Linked DNA regions of Mus musculus: all the other regions are linked to region 3. A link is a contact called in public Hi-C data. All regions are on one chromosome and are shown on one strand. Each heading gives the region's core, a stretch centred on a gene start, on an enhancer-like site or on the middle of the called end of the contact. The rest is flanking DNA. Distances are from core to core; before and after follow the strand shown. Region 1 has its middle 94 kb from the start of Gm31614. Region 2 overlaps Gm31432 (a long non-coding RNA gene). Region 3 overlaps Gm31557 (a long non-coding RNA gene).

Region 1 (4,151 bases), core at 245-2,744, 99 kb after region 3:
CCACCCCAGAGTTCTCTGCACCTCTGTCTCTCTGTCCCTGTTTCAATCTCCATCTTGTACCAAGGGTCCCGAGAAGGCCACGAAGCTCACTCAGGCATGGGGAGGCCCTGCCTCTACACCTTCGACTTGGGGCATCTTCTAAGGAATCTCTGATGTTGCCATCCCAGTCAGCAGGGGCAGAGAGGGAGCTTGGGGCTTTATTAACTAATCTGTGGTACTTGAGTAATTTATTACATTTAAGCTGGTGCTATCAAGTCTCAGCAGTGCCTGCATGCACTGGGAAATAAATTAAAGGCTGTCCAGAGATGCTTGGATCATCTGTGTGATTGCTGGGTTCATGGGATGAAGGTTTAAGGCTCTCTCTCTTCTTGAAGATTGGAAATTAGGCATTAATAAAACAGCAGACCAAAGAACTGTCATGGAGATAGCTGTGTGGTGATGGCAGTGATGGTGGTGGCAATGGTAGTGTTGATGTAAGTGTTGGCGGTAGTGGCAGCGGCGGTGATGATGGTAGTGGTGGCATGCAATAGTGACAGTGATGGTGGTGGCCTGCAATGGTGGGGAAGGTGGCCTACAATGATGATGATGGTGGTGGTGGTGGCCTGCAATGGTGGTGGCTTGGCTTCAGCGTAAGGGCTGGGCAAGAAGAGGCTGCTGGTCTAGGAGTGGGGAACCCCCAGCTCTTGTTTTTGTGTAATGGCAATCCAGGGGTTTCTGGAGAAGAATGGGAGACTTTGACGAATGCCTGTAGGTGGTGATGGTTTTCTGCTTCCTGCAAAGGGTTAAATGTCATGGACGGACACAGGCTGATTTCTCCACTAGGCACAGTTGGCAGTAAACATCGTTTCAACTTCTGTTAAGGCCCGAGGAAAAGAAACTTTTAAGCTGAGAGAAATATTCTAATATATCTCAATCTTTATGTCAAATCAGTAATAAAATATAATTTTTAGATGAATGTGTGTGTGTGTGTGTGTGTGTGTGTGAAAGGAACAGGAAGACACAAGTACTTGGGATATATGGGGCCACCTCCATTGGATGGGATTATTCTAACATGTCCCATCTACCCATGGATTCTCCTTGGCCTGCCTTGGCTGTAACACTTAGGCTTGGAATAGCCTCTTACTCATCTGCCCATGTGTCTGCCGAGGGGCCCTGTGTCCAAGGAAGGAGGCAATTGTTCCGCTGATGGGTAGCAGGGACCTAGGATTGGAATCCAGCCTCTCTCTGTCACTTCCTCACTCATGTCCAGGGACGAGCCAACCAGGAGGCACCAAATACCTGCTCCAAACAGGCCTCAGCCTTTTGAACTCCTCTCGTCCCTACCTTCTGCTCATCTGTACTGACAAAACTTTCAGAAGGACTGGGGCAGGGATCTGTCTTTTCTTGTGGAGGTACTGCTATCAGGAGCGGGTGGATGGACGCCTGTGCTATGGAACCCCAGACACTGGACAGAACCACCCTGAGAAACCCCGGCTTGCAGTTGGATGGCCTTTCCACCAGGTGGCAGGCTTGCTCTACATAGATGTATTGCTTGGAGTACTTACCTGGCAATGGCCAGAGGGGTCTGAGGGTGCCAAATCAGCCTGAGGTCCCGGGCTTGTTCAGCGGCATGTGTGTGGCTTCAGAGGCAGGGACCAGACCTCTCAAACTGTTACTGGACTCCTGCTGGATTCTGTTTCTGGGGGACCTTGTTCTCAAAGTGCCTAGAGGCAGATGGCAGATGTTTGAACAGAGCGCCCCCTGGAGCAAGGAGTGCTGATTTGACCAGAATAGGATCTGGTATCCTTGGTGACTTTCTCTGCACTTTGCTTCTGCAGGTAGCTCCTAGCTGCTGGTTTTGGCTTAGGGCATGGAGCATGCATGTATATTTTGGTGGTTCATTCCTTCCTACTCACTAACCAGACTTCCACAAAGTATCCACCTAGAGCAGCTAGCCTGAGCGCCAGCCACCTTACCTACCCTTTTAGGGGCATGTAAACAATATCCTTCCTCCAGCACCCTGGGATCTCTCTGAGGGACCCCTAGAAACAACAGAACACTGGTTAGCTAGGACTATCTCTGCATCAAGAGATCCAAGTCCTGGTCAATTGCTCACAATAGAGATAAGGCCAAGTAGCTGCAGGAGTAGGGGAGACCTGTAAGCTCTGGCCTGGATCACTGGGAAGTGAAGAGGAGGCACCAGGTCCTTTAGGGAGGTGGAGGCATACTGCACTGGCCTCTTTGTCTCCAGCAGCTCCAGAGGCCTCCATTCCTGAGCCAGTGTTCAGAGTCCCCTGCCCCATTGCCAGCTAAGCCTGCACTGTCTCAGGACTGGTGACTCAGCAGCATTTTCTGCTCTTCTCAACCAAGGGGCCAGGGAGGCCATCTTCCCAAGCTCTGCCACTCCCCAGCCTGGACTGTCTACCAGCCTCACCCCCATCCCATTCTCCCTTCTCCCACTGGTGCCTCATTTCTTCATTCATGGGCAGCCTCCCTCTGAGATTAGGAGAGTTTCACCAGCCTGGTTGGGAGTCATAATAGGGCGTGGTGCTTCTGTTGTTTTTGGGAATCTGAACTACAGCTTGCAGAGACAGGAGAAGGGAAGCAGAGAGAAGAGAAAGAAGGGTTAGGAGGGAGAGTAGGAAAGCAGAGAAGAAAGAGTATAGAGAGGGGAAGGAGAGGAAGGCAGGAGAGGTGGCTACTGGGGGACAAGGTGGTTGAGATGTGAATCAAAATATGTCTTTCCTACCCAGATGGAAGACATGGGAGAGATAGGTCTGGGGAAGCCACTGTGTGTGCTGGTGTTGGGTAGACAGCATAGTGGGGTTGGAAGGAGAAAACAAATAGAATGAAAGTGATCCTCCCTAAAAAGGGGGGAAGGAAAAGAGAGGTGGGGTGAATTGCAAACTGAAGACAGAGAAGAGAAGGATGCGGAAGTGAGGACCTCTGAATCACAGGAAGGGATGGCCACCCAAACCAGAACCCTCAGCATGGGGGTGAACCTAACACACAGGAACATACAGGCAAGGGTGCACGGCAGTCTGAGGTGTGTGTCAGGGGCATCCTGAGCTGCTCTGCCCTCTGATGGGGTCCCTTGTCTTGCCCGGGCTCCTGAAAAGGGGTGGTCTCTGCAGGACTGGCTTTCCTGTGCCTGTCTACTGCCCAGTCCAGGAAACTTCCACTCGTGATTAGACGAGGAGAGGCCAAAATCTTCATTCCTCACACTTGTCACCCCAAATTGGATCTAACCGCCTCTCTCCCTGCCTCTCTCCCTCCTAGTTTCCTTAGTAACTGACAGTTCCCCAGTGAATGCCAGACCCTGGGTGACAGACCGCTGTCACAGTCTCTCTTCTGACTGTCCCTCCCCAACCCACACAGACTCACAGACTTGGGTGGGGGTGTGAGGATGCCAGGGTAGACGGGGGGGGGGTTAATTAAAACATGGGGGGATCATTTATTACCCCACCAAGAGGAAGCCTTAATTACTCTATGTGAGGCTGGGGCATGCCAGAAGAGGTGGCTACACAGGGGCACAGGGAGGAGACTAAGCCCTGTCTCCTTCCTCCTTCCCTCTCTATGAGTCTGTCTTGGGTGGGAGAGGTGTGAGGTGGGTCTGTAGAAATGAAGGGGTACTTGTGTGTGTGTGTGGGGGGGGAAGCGGAGGGTGAAACCCGATTGTGTTCATTAAGGCAACACAAAACTGGGAGCCGTAATAATAATTAAATTAATTATAAAAGCAATTTGCTTTTGAAAATTTGATTTGACAGCTTACTAGTGGCCGCACCGATCTAGCGGCTCTGGCTTAAAAATAGTTAGAACGACAACAACAACAACAACAACAAAAAACCCAACCAGATGAAGCAGCAGCTAATTTTAATTAGATGCTGGGTTGGTAAACAGAATTCAGCACCACCCTTTCATTGGGGCTGACTCTGGTTTACGGGATGTCAGGATTGGTTTGGGGGAAGGTAGGGGAGGAGTGGCGGTTTTCTTCCTTCTGAGAGCAGCCGCAGGCTCTGGAGTTCCAGGCACAAGTGCCAAGGGTGGGTTCCCTTCCTTCCCACTGCCTAGCCAATCTGCTCAGAGCCCCTTTCTGGGTTTTGTCCTGGGTGACCTTGGCAGAGTCTGCTGTTTCTGGGCTTGCTGCAGTTCAGCTGTGTGGGGCTACATGT
Region 2 (3,661 bases), core at 378-2,877, 120 kb before region 3:
TGAATTTTGTTTTATTTATTTAAATGTCTCTTATGCTGGGGGTTGGGGGAGGGCAGCACAGAGTGGGGGCAGCTGAGTGAAGGCTAGCCCCCAGGCAGCTTGGAGCAGCCAGGTTGCATGGGCTGCCCCTGGGGGCAGCGCAGGGCAGAGGGCTTTTTGAGACAGGGGATCCATCATCTCAGGCCTAATCAGTTAATACTGATAAACTGCCAGCAATAACTGCCAATTGCACCGAAGTTCATTCTTTCAGGGAGTGCCCTGCCACATCGGGGAAGCGCTCCTGTCTCCAGGAGGGAGAGGATGCATTTGGTGGAGGCAAAGCCATTTCTTCTCTGAGAAGGGCTTGAGAGCAGCCCAGCCTGGTGGGCAGCCTGATGAATCTGGCCTGTGCCTGGTGTTTGAGCTCAGGTTTGGATACAGAGGTAAGGTGTACTTCGATGTGACTGTGGTTCGGTGGGGAGTGCCCATTTCTCAGCCCCAATTTGCATACATATCAAAACAAAGCTTCAGAAACAGAGCCACTCACTGCCTCCCTAGCTGTGTGACTCAGTTTCCTCCCTGGGAGAGAGGGGATTGTACTAGATGGTCCGGAGTGGCCCTTTGGCTTGATTTTAGCTGTCCCTGGCCACTGGCCCGTAGACAGGATGCCTCGCCCATCTTCTGCCCTCTTTATCCACCCCAGTTATAGCCTGGGTACCCTGGCTGCCATCTCTGCCTCTCGGACCCCCTTGACCCTCCCCACATGGCTACCCACTTTGCTGGGTTGGTTATTGCTACAGTTTCCCAGCATTCTCTGATTCTGACTTCTCACTTGCAATCAAGAAACTAAAAATAGAGAGTAAAGGAAGCTCTCCGAGGGGGGTTCCTGGGGGTGGGAAAGTGCTCTAGTTCCCCAGGGGAATGAGACCTCATCACCATCAGAGTACGGGAGGGGGGTTGCGGGGGGGGGGGAATCTAACCCAGACCAGTGACAGAGTTGGAGGCCAGGGGACAGAGGCTTCCTGATCAGCAAGAACAAGGACCAGGCTTGAGAGACAGTGTGTGAATGCTGGAGATAGGCAGGATTAAGCAGCAGCCTCTGGGTCTTTGTGCAGGAATCCCATTGTATCCCCAGCACAAGAGACCCTTTCCCTGAGCCAAGTGAGGGGCTGAAATCTTGGGACCAAGGTCCACCCCCATAGCCTGGGCAGAGGGGCTTTGTGTTCTAATTCATCCGCCAGGAGAGGGCACCCTGTTCTAATTTTCACAAAAGTGTGCTCCATGCTCGGGGAAGCATCCTGGAGAACGTTCTCAGAGTTATCCTATTGTGCTGGTAGACAAGCAGGACCCACGTGCCCTGATCAGGGATCTCTCCTTCAGAGCCTTGGATTTTAAAGGAGTGGGCATGGTGTGATCAGGTGGGGTGACTTGGAAGCAGTGAAGCTGTGTCGGGGCGGAGACCTGGCTTCTCAGACTTGCAGGCTTTGGGGGCTAGGATGAGGAGTTTGGCCCACTGGCATGAGCAGAGAAGGGTGCTGTGGGATCTCAGACACACAATTTCAAAACCCAGTCCACCTCCCTGTCCTGGGAAGAGCACCCTGGAGATCTGAGGAATGTGCGAGTCTACAGCCATCCTACCCTAGACGTGCCTGGCCTTGTCTGAAAAGCGAGTGAACTCCTGCAAGTAACTGCTGGTTTGGGGATACACCTGACTGTGGAGTCTGGACCCCTGGCTGCAGTTCTGGATATACTATGTCCATGGGCTCACTGCTGCTTTTTCCTCTGACCCTCAGTTGCCTTCTCCTGTCCAATCGTAGGATAATTGCCCACATGCTCTTGAGCAGGCTGCATGGGGGTTAGAACTTTCATCTCTTCTGCACAGACAGAGGCAGTGCCTGGACCTTATCTTCTGAGGAACAGTGCAAAGGGATGTTATCACCACCCTTGCTTGGCACTGCCTTAGAAGCAGCATGCTTAGCTGGGACTGTCATCAGGACCCATGATGCTTTTCCTCCTGGGGAAGAAATGGCTGGCACTGGAACCCCAGGATATGCCAGTGTTTGTACCAGAGATCCAAATCAAGATAATGTCTTTCCATCTCCTCTCCATCTTTTGAACTCTTCCCAGTTCCTTTACCAAGCACATTTCTATCACGGGACTTGGCCCTCAAACACGTGGTGACATCAGCAGGGAGAGAGGGCAGGGTGGAGCTGAACCCTGCCACTTGTGGTGCCCCGCCCCATCCCTCCCCCCACTAGCTTTTCTTAACCTTGTCCACGAGGCTGACTAACTTCTTGTACTTAGCATAAGTGCTTTTCTCTCTCTCCACTTTGGGAAGATTGAAGGCCTTCTAGAGAATGGGGGGCAAGATGAGGGTGACCCCAGGTTTCCAAACACGCTTACCTCATGTCCTTGTCTTTTTCCATCCTGAGCAGGCCATCCATTCAGGACTGCTCTGAGGTCAAAGGCTGTTCTGTACTCCCCAAGATTGTCTTGGACTCTTTGGACAGCTCTGTCCCTGTATTTGAGATGAGTTTAGAGGAGACAGGACTCTATAATTTTCTGTGTGGGATCCACAAAAGCTACAAGCCCAAGTGGGCAGGCAGCCCAACAAAGGCTTTTAAAAATTACCATGTGCTGTCCTTTCCTCTGATTACAAAAGCAATACATATTCATGGTAAAAATTTTGGGAAATACAGAAAAGCACAAAGGAAAAAAATCATTCATATTCTATGTTCCAGAAGCAACCATTATTAACATTTGAGGTATTCACCTTGTCCTTCCCTTTCTCGTGGTCTCTGCATCTCTGTCCTTTAACAGAAGCTTCATGCAGCAACACTGTTGTGTCACCTGCTTGGTGATAGTGTACCAGGAGCATTTCCACATATAGTAAAAGCCATTTGATGAGTGTGGCCAGGTGTTTGGTCAGGGAAATGGCATGGGGTGCGGATGAGGGTAGGGGTGGTGGAGGCCATGACAGCAGGACTGTCAAAGGAGGTCTCAGTGCTGATAGATCTGGCTCCTTGGCTTCCAGACCATCAAATCCATCAGCTGAAAGAACAGCCCTTGAGGTAGACAGCAGGAAACCCCGTGACCTGAGAAAGGTAGACAGTTGAGCTAGCCATAGCATTGAAGATTGGTTACTGTATTGGCCACCTTCCTCCACAGGTTCTTGTCCTGGCCACAGCAAGCTAGCAGGAGGTAGGCAGGACTCAAGGTCATAATCACTGCTAGGCTGTAACAAAATAGGCTAGGCATGCTAACCTGGGAGACAGAGGCAGGAAGATTTTGAGTCCAAGGCTGCCCTGGACCATATAACAAAGGCCTGCTTCAGAAAAGGAAATCAAACCAAACCCCAAACACCCAACAATGATAAAACAAAAAGAAAGCACTGTAGTGTATACTAGGAATACAGCTAAAAAGGTGAAGGTCTGCTTTAATACCACTTGGGGTGAAGAAGGATGCTGACAACATTTCCAATAGTGCAGGCTGAATACTGTAACAGGTGTGGTGGCTTGAATGAGAATGGCCCTCATAGGCTCATGTTTAAGTACTTGGTCCCGAGTTGGTGGAACTATCTGGGAAGGATTAGGAGGCGTGGCTTGTTGAAGGAGGTATGTTACTGCTGGCAGGCTTTGAGGTTTCAAAAGACTCATATCATTTTGTCATTTCTCTCTGTTTT
Region 3 (4,011 bases), core at 1,093-3,592:
TGCTGCCTTGCTAGCGACTTTTGGGGTAATGCTGTCTCAATATTGGAGGACCAGATCAGGAATAACATCACCACAGGACGATGGTTCTCAAAGTGTCACCTTCCAGCCATCATCTGGGGACTTGCTAAAAATGTACCTACTAAGTCTGAAATACTAAAGGTAGGACCTGAAGTCTGTTTCCACAAGCCCTCTAGGTTGTTGGATGGAAGCTTAGTGGCTACAAAACTCCAGAGCTAGGGTTTTTCAGGCCTAGATAAACTTTAGAGTCACCTAGCAAGCCTTAAAAAAAATACTAGTCATTTCCCCTGCAACCACTTAACCTAGGGATCTCCATGCTTGCGTGTAGAACTTTAAAAATCTTTCTAGGTGATTTTCATGCATCATGGAGGTTGAATAAGAGCAAGGCAGACAGCCTAACGTCTTAAAACAGTCTCAGAGAAGGAAGGTTACTTGTTGTCTTTGGGTTTTACTGCTGTGAACAGACACCATGACCAAGGGAACTCTTATAAGGACAACATTTAATTGGGGTTGGCTTGCAGGTTCAGAGATCCAGTCCATTATCATTAAGGTGGGAACAGAGCAGCATCCAGGCAGGCATGGTGCAAGAGGAACTGAGAGTTCTACATCTTCATCTGAAGGCGGCTAGGAGAAGACTGGCTCCCACGTGGTTAGGAGGAGGGTCTCATTGCCCAGCCCCACAGTGATACACTTCTTCCAACAAGGCCACACCTACTCCAATAGGGTCATACCTCCAAATAGCGCCACTCCTGGGCCAAGCATATTCAAACCACCACACTTGCAGAGGTCAGAAAGTTGGTACAAGCCTTCCTTAAGCTTCAGTTCCCTTTCTAGAGTTGCTAGTGTTTGGAGCACATGTGGGGCTCTGAAGCTCCTGGGTCACCCAGAGTCTTGTTCTAGCTCTCTGCCTTCATTGGACCCCAAGCCCAGGTGGAGCCTGGCCTAGCTATCAGCATAGGAGTCGTTCTTCCAGACTGTCTTCCGCTCTGCCTTCCTGCTTGTGGGAAGTACTCTGAAGAAGGAGATGAGACCTATGGGAGCTATTACTCCCCTCCCTGACTGTCCTGAATCTACTGGTAAAAGCCAGAGGGTCATAGTTGTAGAAAATTGGTGTCTTTACTCAGGCCAGCCTGGGACACCTTTGTCATTTCTTCCTGAGGTAGAGGACTGTTCTTCTAGGGATGTAGCTTGTACCTGCCTTCAGGGACGTTCGGGTCTCTCCCTGTGCCTCCACTCTTATATTTTTGGTCGTAAGCCTAGCTTTTAACAGCTGAGCCATCTCTCCAGCCCATGTGTCTCCACTCTTACACAGTGTCACAACCCAGCAGAATTTTAGTAAAGAGAGCAGAATAGGAAAATGACACAATTGTACCCAGAAGAAGCCTCAGTCGGTCACCTGGGGTCAGCCCCCCAAACCAAGGTGAGCCCTCTAAACTAAGATGAGCCCCCAGACCAAGGGGAGCCTCCTCAAATAAAATTAGTTTTACTCAGATGAAAATGAGAGCATTGTTGGGCACCCCTTCCCCCATGACAGATAATTAGGAGTCTTAATTAAATTGAACTTTGTCTAAAAGTAAAATTGGTTCCCTGGTGTTATGCAGGAAGTACGAACGGTGTCTTGTGGCGTGGAAAATGACAAGGAGAGGTCAACACGAAACTCAACGTTTGCATGGGTCACAGTGTCAAATGAGCCAGTTATATGTGGCCTATCAGGTCATTTCTGGGTCTAGACCAAACCCATGTGCACGTGTCTGCTGCAGGCCAGGGCACTGAGAGGAGAGGCAGAGTCTAGGTCCATCCACCTGCCCCTCAGTCATATTTGGTACTTGTGCCATGAAAGCAGCTGGCTTCCTGGCACCTGCTGCCTGGCAGATGGGCCCTGACCTTTGTAGCAACTAGCGGTGCGTTAGGTAAACAAGACCCCCTGCCCCTTTCACTTTCCTTCTCCTGCTGCCAGTGAGCTCTGTTTTTGACAGGCTTGGGCCCAGGAGACTGGTGAGTTGATAGTGGGGGCAGGAGAGCTGGCACCTGCTGAACTGGGGGTGGGAGGCAGATGGAGATTGAAAATATGGCCTTTCACCCCAGCCAGATTTGGTCTGTCCACAGGAACCAGAGAGTCCCTCCACAGCCAGCCAAGAAACTCTGAGGATGTTATGGGGTGGCTGAGGCTGGCAGGAGAGAAGCAAGCTGAGGTAGATCGGGTCTGCAGCCACATGCCTGATCTTGCCACTGTGAGAAATTGGAGCAGATGCTCTGTTGGGAGGATCCAGGGGCATGCAGCCGGGCCAGGTCTACTCCCCCGTTTAGCCTGATGGATGGCTCCTTTGCTGCTAATGTGGTTAGGGCCGGCAGTGGCCTGGAGAGTTACGTGTGCTGAGACTGGCCAATACAGGGTTTGCTGTAATCACATTTGCCTGTGCACAGAAGACAGGGTGCACAGTACCCACCCAGAAGCCCAGAGGACATTAGTTAAAGTCATTTAGAAATATATATATATATATATATATATATATATATATATATATATATATATATATATAAATTTGTGGTTATAGCTTTTTTTACCTTATTATTATGATTATTTTAAACAATCAGTTTACTGCCCAGGGCATACACAAAAAGGATAGATCTGAGGCTGCATTATGGAAGAATGCCCAGGCACCTTGGATTTAGAGGTGTGGTGATATGGGAGGTGGTGTGGGAGGCGACCCACTCTGCAGGTGGAGCAAATACTCCATGCTGTGCTGCCTGGTGGAGAATACTGAGCCCGCTTCATTTCACGGGCCTCACTGGGCACTGTTTTTAAGCAAGAATTTGGGGGCCAAGGATGTAGGTCACTTGGTAGAGCTACATTTACCTGCATGCACAAAGCCCAGGAGTTCCTTGAGGTCCTTGATTCAATCCCTAGCACTGTGTAAATCAGGTGTAGTGATGCTTGTGAGTAATCCCAGGACTCAGGAGGTGGAGACAGAAGATCAGGAGTTCAGAATCATCTTTGGCTATGGAGCAAGTTCGAGACCAGCCTTTGCTAGTTAAAAAAAACCAAACAAATAAACAAACAAAGCAAAAACACTCCAAAACTTGTGACCTGGAGCAGGGCTCCCAGATGCTTAACACCGGTTTCTCTTACAGTCACACTCTAAATTACCAGTGTTAGTTATAGGGCGCAGACCTTTACTTTCATATCATTATTAACGAAAGCCAAAGCTTTATTCATATTTCCTTGGTTTTACCTACTGTCCATTTTCTGTTTAGAATCCCTTGTGGGATAGCACACATGCCAGAAAGTTCCATAAACCTCAAAACACAATCATTTGAAACACTAAATAAAAGGACTGTTAGAATATTTGTGGCTATGTGGCCGTTGCAGCCGTCACGCTCGGCCCCTGCCCTGGCCCCTGGCAACCACTAATCTATTCTGTCTCTATGGATTTGCTTCTTCTGGACATTTCATATAAATGGAATTGTACAAGATCTGGCCTCTTGTGTCTAGCTGGGCTGGCCATTCTTCTACATGCTTTAATAACTTTGATTCCCCTCCTCAGAAGAGAGGATTCTACAGAAAACATGCACAAGACAGAAAGAACCGTGGTGTTCTGAGTCTCTTTTGTTGTTTCTGTTTGTGTTTTGGGGGCGGGATCTCACAAGGAGGCACAGGCTGGCCTGGGACTGGCTATGTGATGGCTATACTTGGTTGTCAACTTCCTAACTCTGGAATTACCTGAGAGTCGAGTTTTTTTAGTGCATCAGTAGCTCTTAGTGCTACTGCCCAAGTGCTGAGATGACAGGTGTGTACCATCACACCCAGTTCCTGTAGGTCTGGGGGTTGAACATGGGTTATCTGTGAAGGATTTTTCTTGCTTGGAACATTTGGGGTAGGAAGACTCACCTTAAATCTGGGCCACATCTTCCGGTATCAGCCTAGAAGAAGGAAGGACATAGGAGGAGGAAGCCTCTCTCCTTTATCTGCTTGCCTTTACTCTCGCTGCCAAG

What was found. A called contact is a pair of places that touch in the nucleus more often than the background predicts.
Region 1: a contact with region 3 is called in a Hi-C map of the N1E-115 cell line, with 4 times the contacts expected there. The contact joins two enhancer-like sites. A contact is called at or near these places in 10 of 484 Hi-C or Micro-C datasets (the N1E-115 cell line, cerebral cortex, cortical neurons and 3 more).
Region 2: a contact with region 3 is called in a Hi-C map of the N1E-115 cell line, with 3 times the contacts expected there. The contact joins two enhancer-like sites. A contact is called at or near these places in 6 of 39 promoter capture datasets (cranial neural crest, embryonic stem cells, frontonasal cranial neural crest and 3 more), 2 of 484 Hi-C or Micro-C datasets (the N1E-115 cell line and cortical neurons) and 1 of 115 datasets of contacts at active chromatin or transcription factors (embryonic stem cells).

The regions. Positions count from the first base shown.
Region 1 is chr9:46,734,242-46,738,392 of GRCm38.p6, forward strand. No RefSeq gene overlaps it. Among named protein-coding and RNA genes, the nearest start is that of Gm31614, 94 kb to the right of the region's middle. Within about 2 kb of position 1,495, at least 27 of the 459 cell types and tissues checked have an H3K27ac peak or open chromatin away from gene starts, as enhancers often do. A contact at or near this core is called in the N1E-115 cell line, where this site is marked.
Region 2 is chr9:46,510,269-46,513,929 of GRCm38.p6, forward strand. All of the region lies in intron 1 of Gm31432 (a long non-coding RNA gene), which reads left to right. Among named protein-coding and RNA genes, the nearest start is that of Gm22659, 51 kb to the right of the region's middle. Within about 2 kb of position 1,628, at least 15 of the 459 cell types and tissues checked have an H3K27ac peak or open chromatin away from gene starts, as enhancers often do. A contact at or near this core is called in the N1E-115 cell line, where this site is marked.
Region 3 is chr9:46,634,534-46,638,544 of GRCm38.p6, forward strand. All of the region lies in intron 3 of Gm31557 (a long non-coding RNA gene), which reads left to right. Among named protein-coding and RNA genes, the nearest start is that of Gm22805, 6.3 kb to the left of the region's middle. Within about 2 kb of position 2,343, at least 7 of the 459 cell types and tissues checked have an H3K27ac peak or open chromatin away from gene starts, as enhancers often do. A contact at or near this core is called in the N1E-115 cell line, where this site is marked.